Regions from separate parts of the Zea mays genome. Here region 2 is linked to region 1. The links are chromatin contacts, called in public Hi-C maps. All regions are on one chromosome and are shown on one strand. Each heading gives the region's core, a stretch centred on a gene start, on an enhancer-like site or on the middle of the called end of the contact. The rest is flanking DNA. Distances are from core to core; before and after follow the strand shown. Region 1 holds the start of LOC100192533. Region 2 has its middle 4.3 kb from the start of LOC109943616.

Evidence for each region. Hi-C and Micro-C count contacts between places; a contact is called where the count stands out from the background.
Region 2: a contact with region 1 is called in a Hi-C map of endosperm, with 1.6 times the contacts expected there. The contact joins the enhancer-like site here to the promoter of LOC100192533 in region 1. A contact is called at or near these places in 3 of 25 Hi-C or Micro-C datasets (ear, endosperm and tassel).

Annotation. Positions count from the first base shown.
Region 1 is chr1:47,335,221-47,339,135 of Zm-B73-REFERENCE-NAM-5.0, forward strand. It overlaps LOC100192533, which reads left to right and starts at 1,708. Exons shown (of 5, transcript NM_001401842.1): 1 at 1,708-2,636; 2 at 2,722-2,880. It also overlaps the pseudogene LOC103634526.
Region 2 is chr1:47,593,937-47,597,851 of Zm-B73-REFERENCE-NAM-5.0, forward strand. No RefSeq gene overlaps it. Among protein-coding and RNA genes, the nearest start is that of LOC109943616, 4.3 kb to the right of the region's middle. Within about 2 kb of position 2,280, at least 20 of the 20 cell types and tissues checked have an H3K27ac peak or open chromatin away from gene starts, as enhancers often do. A contact at or near this core is called in ear, endosperm and tassel, where this site is marked.

The sequences.
Region 1 (3,915 bases), core at 458-2,957:
GTTCGTTTCTCAGGCCAAAAGGCGAAACGCCAGTGGATCCTTCCGCTTTTCGTCTTCTCGAAAGCAACTTGCAGCTGGTCGTTGCGTCTCCTGCTATCAGTTCGATACTTGGATTGGATCAAAAAGAAACATTTGTTTGCTCAATTCAAAGACGCAGCTCGGTCGTTTGCTCAAATCCGTCCGTCCCACGACGTCACACGCTGTTTGAGTCAATTCAAAGACGCAGCGAAGCGTATATCATCTGCGCACGTAACATGGGGTGTCCGTGTCCATTTCGTGCATGCCTGAGGCAACATAACTGGCACGCACATCGCTGCACATGTTTTATTCAGAGAAAAGAGCCGTTGTTGACACTGAAGGCTGAAGTGTCAAACCTGCAGAACCGTATCACGTTTACTGTTTACATAGCACCGCGTTCTTGACGGTGATCAGGTTGCTAAAATATTCAGATCTTTTGTTGCTGAAAGATCTTTCAGAAATTATACGTGGCTTCCATTCCCCCATTTTGTTGAGATTTACGGGGAAAAAAAAAGAAAAGATAAAATTTACGGATAAAATAAGCTCCGTATGCACGTCATGAAAGAATACGTGCCGAGCAATAGAGCATCACGTTGCCTACCAAGCTAAACATCATTCAGTTGACTTCTCATCACCATTCGATTTGTGCCGGACTGCTTAACCTAACATTGGCTGTACATCACCATTCGATTTGTGGTGAGGAATAGGTCCTCGCTGCCAACTCCGTGACTATGCATGGCGATTGGTTTGCCCATCATTTGTTCACAATAAAAAAAAGAAGTTTAAGTTTACCCGCATTTGAAGAAGCTGAGGAACAAAACGGACCTCTCATCTCAGCAATAAAGGGCCCAAGTTAATTAAACTCAAGACACGTAAGAGCATCTCAAATAGTTTTATAAAAAAATCTCTCTAATGATAGATGTGAGGAGTTGCTAAATAATAGTAGGAAGTAAAAAATATGTGTTATCTAGTAGTTCATTATTTTTAGCTGCCAAATATTTCAAATTATGTCAGTTAAAACTCCTATCCCTCTCACGTTCTAGAAAATTTTATGTTATTCCCATCAGACATGATATTGTTATTGCAATGGTTCTAACATCTACGTACAGAAAAATTTGCGTACAAAACATACACAAATCTCTATGATTAATTGATTCTAAATATGACCTAAATTGCAGAAATAAAAAGTCTAACATGCAACAATTTTTTTTCCACATAGTAGCCCGGAGTTTATTAATAAAAAATAAAAGAGAACAAAAACAGAAGGTATAGAACACTAATTTTGCACGAAAAAGTGTTTTGAGGAGTCCCTCTTGGTTTTGCCAAATGTGAGGACGAAAAAGATAAAATAACAACTTTTAAAATTTAGCAACATCGTTTAGAGTATTATTAGAGACAATTTTCTAATAATTTTTTAAACTGAGATTTAGGAACTTTTTTACATAACAGTTGGCATGCTCTAAGCCCACCCACACTGCTATGGACCCAATGATGCTAATCCCCATTTCACACCGAAACACAGACACTCGTAGGCCTGTGATCTTTTGGACCAAACGACCCGGCAGATACACGGCCCAGCCCGCTGCCAACACGCAACATCTACCACCGTCCACCGAGCGAGAGGCCGAGAGCCAAACCAACCAACCATTTCAAAGCGAGCGCTTCCCAGTGTCCTAATCACGGCGGAAGCACGTGCCACTTGCAGAAACAGGAAACCAGTAGACCACGCCCGCGGTGCGGTGCGGTGGATCCGCCAACAACGGGCGCCCGCCCCGCCCCCCGCCCGGTCTCCGGTTCCCGAACCCCCACTCCTCCTCCCTCTCCGCTCGCCACTCCCGTCGCTCCTCTCCTCCACGCCTCCCTCGCTCGCTCGCCCCCTCGTCCGGTCGTCCCTCCCTCGCTCGTCTTGGCATCCCCGCAAGGAATGTCCCTTCCGTAGCGTCCCTTGCTTCTTCCCCACCCCATCCTGTATTAGTGCGTTCTCTGCCGCTTTATTTTCCGGTTTCTTTGGGCTCTTTCGCCGCCTTGGATCTTGGTTGCCTCATCCGGTTCATAGGTACCTTCTTTAACCTTTGCTGGGACTCCATTGATGCACTCTTTGGTTGTTTTTCGGTGGAGCATTTCGTCGAACACAGGGGCGGAGGGCCCAGTATGGTCCAGAAATCAAAGTAAAAAAAAGCCCTAGTGTCTTCGCATCGCGCTCCCGCACACAGACCGACCAGCCGCAGCCCGTGGCGCACCTGCCTGCGCCCGCCGCCTCCGTCATCCACTCAACCTCGCCCCTCGGCCACTGCCGCGCGGCGCCCGCCCGCCTGCCGCACCGGCCGAATCATCCGACGGCCCTTAAGCTGAGGCGGTGTGGCCTAAGTAGCAGCGCGGCGGTCGCCCCGTGTCTCGTCCACTTCGGCCCCGACAGGCTGTCCACGGTGGCGCGAACTGCCCCTCGCCGGTTCGGCCCCGCCCGCCCGTAGCAGCTCACCAGAGAACTAGCCTCTCGTCGGCCTTCCCCAGGTCTGCGCGTGGCGCGGCGCCGCAGCAAAGCTCCACGCGTGCGTGTCCGCCACCCGCCGTCTCGCCCGGGCCGCCGTCGTTGCTCGTCGGTGAACGACGTCTCACTGGTGAATGCTGCAAGCTTGTCTGATTGGTGCTTTCTGCTTAGATTTGTTGCCTTGCATTTACACTTTCATTTACCTTACAATTCAGTTAAGTTTCTGATACTTCAAAAGGCTTCAGGGTATCAGTATCACTGCTGTTCTGAATTTCCAAAGTGAAAGCGCGCGCATTAACTTGGGAATCAATTCTCATACTATAAACAATTTTCTGTCGTAAGAATAATATCTTGATGGTTAGCTATCCTTTAAGGTATGTTGTAATTCCTCTATGAAGAATAGACTTTAGAACGTTTGATTCTATTTATATTGAACCAACTATAGCTTCCTTCTAGATTTCAGGAAACCATTATCTTGTGCCAAACAATACTTGACTTTATATAGGATAGAATTGTTGTTTATGATGATACTTAGATAACTGCTGTACTTGGTATTCAGTGTGTACTATTTTTGTTGTGTGGATTAATGTTTTAAGTGCTTTATATCTCATTAGTGTTAAGCTTAGCTCATCCTGCTTCGCCGTAGTAGTTATTTAACAAAAAGGATTTCTTTAAATTGTGTTGTGAATTACTTTCCTAGCCATGAATTACTTTGGTGTATAGTGAATTTTTTCGTCGTTGCGTTAGCAACACCTTGATTTTGTCACGTCCTCCGCCACTGGTCGAACATCTGGGATGCATCGCTGCGTCAGCCGTTGAGCTTTTCTTGTACCCAGGTTCGCTAGTTGTTAGTTGGTTTCCGTTGATGTTTTTTAAGTACGAATGTGCATGTGCTGTTTAGATAGTTCAACGGATGCTTCCTATATTTGCCCCTAGTTCTATCGGGCCACATGGATTTCTGTATCATGACCTGCAAATCGGCGATTTGTTGAGCATATGACTGCTATTGAACTGTAACGTTTAAGAAGTACTCCCTGCAAATTGGATATATAAATTATGGTACGACCGTACGAGTGTAGTGGAGCAAGACAAGTACTAGATGTGAAATGACTTATGGTCTACCATTGTTTTTTAGCATCGAATGTATCTGCTTGATTTAAATCGTATAAACAACCGCCATGCGATTCATATTACAAATATGATAATTAGTTACCAGGGAAATGTGGCTGCTCCATGTCCAATATTCTTATACTTTGTGTTTTTGATAATTTCATGCACAAAATTTGATGGCCATTTTACTCGTTCATTTCAGGATAGTTAAAGAGCATAGAGTTCATGTTGCCTGATTATCTTAGTTGCTAGTTTGCTACTATGTGATTTAGGTGTTGTCCAACTTCATTCTGGAAAAA
Region 2 (3,915 bases), core at 1,030-3,529, 260 kb after region 1:
GTAGGTGTTGACCTGACTTTGATGTCGGCCTTGTTCATCCACCAGATGTAGGTGTTGAAGATGAGGTAGTCAACATCCTTCCAGTGCTTAGCGTGTGCCTCGATCCGCTCGGGACTGATGATCCGTTCCTTGATATTGTGGAAGTTGGGGTTGTCAGAGTTGGACTCGACGAGGAAGGGCGCCCAGTAGAACTCGAGCGTCTTCATGTAGCGGCTCCAAGGTCCTTCCACTCGTGTGTGCAGGCCAAGCGAGCGCACCACGGTGTCGAGGTCCTCGGCAGAGATGAACCCAGATCTGAGGGACGGGGGCTTGCCCAGAGATGAGAGGAGGGGCGACGTGTGCCGGATCCGTGGGTGGGGGCTTGCCCAGAGATGAGAGGAGGGGCGACATTCATGCTGGATGCGGCCGCGGGATGGAAACCCTTGCGCGAGCGGTAATTGCGGGATGGAATAGGCCGCGGGCAGCGCTGGATGCGGCCTCGGGAAGCGGGCTTGGCGGCCGGGAGGGACGCGCGGGCGGGGCGGGGCGCTGCGGGAGGGACGCGGGCGCGGCTGGAAGCGGCAGGAGCGTTGGATGCCGCTGCGACGCGCTGGATGCGGCAAGGATCGCGGCCGGCAGAACGTGCACCGTGTCACTGTGGACGCCTACATTAGGATTATAATAGTAGTAGAGATATCTTCTGAGACATCGGGAATAATTACTTATCAATTGCACTCATTAAACATTTTTTTCATTCATCTTTTCTTTATCCCAACGCCCACACTACCGCTCCTACCACTATACCATGCATCTATTTGCACTGCACTAATGAGCGTTATTTTAAATATATGTGCTAATATTTTGAAAGTAAAATTTTTAACCATGTTTAAATAAATATCTCATTTAAATAAACTCTATCTAAAAAATAACGTTTCGTTCATTTTTTTTTCCTCTCCCAACGTCTCCGCTAGCCCTGTCCACCTGCTCGCCCAGCCGACCATGGCCGCCGCCGCGGCGCTGGCTGGGCTCACCACATCGCCCCCGGCCACGGCCTCCATCGCAACGGACGAGATGGCCTCGCGCATGGCCACCCCGCACCACCTCGCCTGGCTGCGCGGCCGCGCTCGACCCCGGCCTCACGCGTCACGCCCGTGCCGAGAGCTTGCGCCGCTCGTGCAGCCGTGCTGGCCTCCAGCCGCGCCGAACCCAAGCCGCTCCGGCCCTTCCTAGGCCACGCTGTACCCCGACCATGCCGGACCCGAGCCGCGACGACCATACCGATCCTGTCCACGCGAGCGCCCAAACCATCTGCAGCAACACGAACAAGAGGAGCTTCCACTGATGAACTGCTGTTCGACCACAATTGACTGGACATTGGGCCGGCCAGATTTAGCTCTAGCTTTACAAAATTTGTCTATATACTATTTTTGACGAATTTTAAGCACTTTGAATATAAAACAAAATAGAATGAACCAATATCGTCTTACATGCACTTTGAATATAAATCCAACACAATAATTTTTTTGGTCATATATACTACACATGTATAGTTTAATCGAAAGAAGAGCACTACACGTGCGAGTACAATTGTAGACTCAAGTAGGATTAAGGTCATCTAATGGTTTATTATTCATTAGTTCAGAATACGAGGCAACAACAGCCACAGATTACGTTGGTCGTACTCTAGTTGTACAGGTGAGTTGTACGTGAAGCATTTTTCTTAAAATAATGACGTCCACCACGGTCTAAATCTATCTTCACAATTTATTTGGATTCTTAAATATTTTTAGTTCAAAAATAAATAAAAATATAGTCTGATTTTATTCCGATCATCCGTTCTCAAATATTTGTCAGACGCTAGTTTATTTTTAAACTAAACCGTGACAAATAAAAAATACGGAGGAAATATAATGTAAAATTTAGAGCAAATTATCATCCCCATGTGAACGCTGTGGTTGAACAGTTTTGCTCCCACGGTTAGTATACAGAAATTTCTAAGTTGTACAAATTTGGTTTTTCCTATATGAATATGTCTACTATTTTAGGATGGAACAAATATTGTATTTTGACGAAGAACATCTATTCAAATTCTAGGCTCCAACACAAAAGCTCCAAACGATCAAATCAAACAAGGCTCCGAAGGGGTTTTTTGAACGGCGGTTCGTGTGGGACTGCGTACTGGGGGGCGGGGCTTCGGCGCGACGAAAGCGAGTTGGCGCGTCGTGGGGTCCGGCCGGCGCGTCTTTGGGGAGGCCGGCTGCCGCCACGAGGAAAAGAGGGAGGCAAAGTTGGTTGCCTTGCCGCCGGCCCATGACAGCTACGGAGCGCGGGGCCAAGGCGTCAGCGGCGCGGTGTTGGCGCTTCGACGTGTGGCGGTTGGTGGGTCGAGAGGACGAGTAATCGATCACAGAATCAAACACCTCATAATCAAAACGCAGAGCAAATGGCGCAATTACGGATTTACCTGGGTAATGGGTCCCTCTGTAAGTTTGCGGCCCACAAACTCAGATTGCAATATGACCATATGAGTATTGAAATATAGCTTAAGTATTGAAATATGGCGAAAATTGTAGGTCGAGGCGTTGTTTCTCATGACTTTGTCTAACTTCAAAGCCTGAAAAATATTCGGCGAAAGCTTTGCTTAGTGTGACACTCGACAAAAAATATTTGGTGAAGTATACATCGGCAATGGTTTTTTGCCGAGTACTTTTTATCGTGCACTCGGTAAATACTTTGTTGAGTGTCACTCGATACTCGACAAAGAAAAATCGTCGTCACGGCGTCAGGTGACGACGACGGAGTCTATGCCGAGCGTCCACCGAGTGACACTCGGCGAAGACTCACTTTTTGTCGAGTGTCCGCTACACTGACTCTCGGCAAAGGGATATCGAGCGGGTCCCTTTGTCATTTCCTTTGCTGAGTGCACTAGAAGGCACTCGACAAAGCTTACTTCTTTGCCGAGTATTGTGTCCTTGGCACTCGGCACAGAGGCTTTACCAGTGTCCAGGTGTGCCTTCTTTGTCGGGTGTTATGACCATGACATGACACTCGGCAAAGTGCATCTTTGCCGAGCGTTACACTCGACAAAGTGACCCGAATACTCATCTTTATTTGTTTTTGTTATTCCATCCAAACAAACAAATGATATATCATATATATCATTGATATCACATAATCATCACATACATAATAGAGACCACATATTTCACAAAAACCACAAATCTCACAAGTTTTTCACAAACGTGTCTATGTTCATACCAAGTTTCACCAATATAAGTATTACCAACTCTCAAAGACAAGTTTTTCACAAACATAAGTTTAAGACAAGTTTTTCACACAAGTCTCACAATCACCACTAAGAGAAGATCATCAACGAGGTGGCACGGATGGGCTGGACGACCCATGAGGGTTGTTGGATGCCGCCCATATTGTCCCTGCACACATAGAAGAGATTGCATGTGTTATACCAGATAAATATATATCATGCAGGACTAGAATTTTGATACTCACAGGGGTATGGAAATGAACAGGGTCAACTGTAGGAAACAACGGAGGTGGTGGAGCAAAACAATGTGCGGCGCCAAGGATCTACATGTACTGGAATATCTCCACCATTCAGTGCTGATCTGCGAAGCGGGCCTCCCGCTCTGCTATCATCTCACCTCCATCTCCTGTCGTTACCTCCTCTCTTCTTCTAATTAGGACTGTAATATTTCAACCTAATGTTATAATAACTTAAAGAGAAGGTATATAACTTAAGGAACGACGAGTTACGGAAGCACTAACCTAAGTTGCTATATAACATGAATATCATTTTTGCATTCACGATTTTTCTTTTTTCGAGTGACTTACAGTTCAAATCTGAATTATCAGAGAAAATTCAATTAAAAGAACAAAATCTAATAGTTATAGCAAACACACTTTTATAATTGTGCC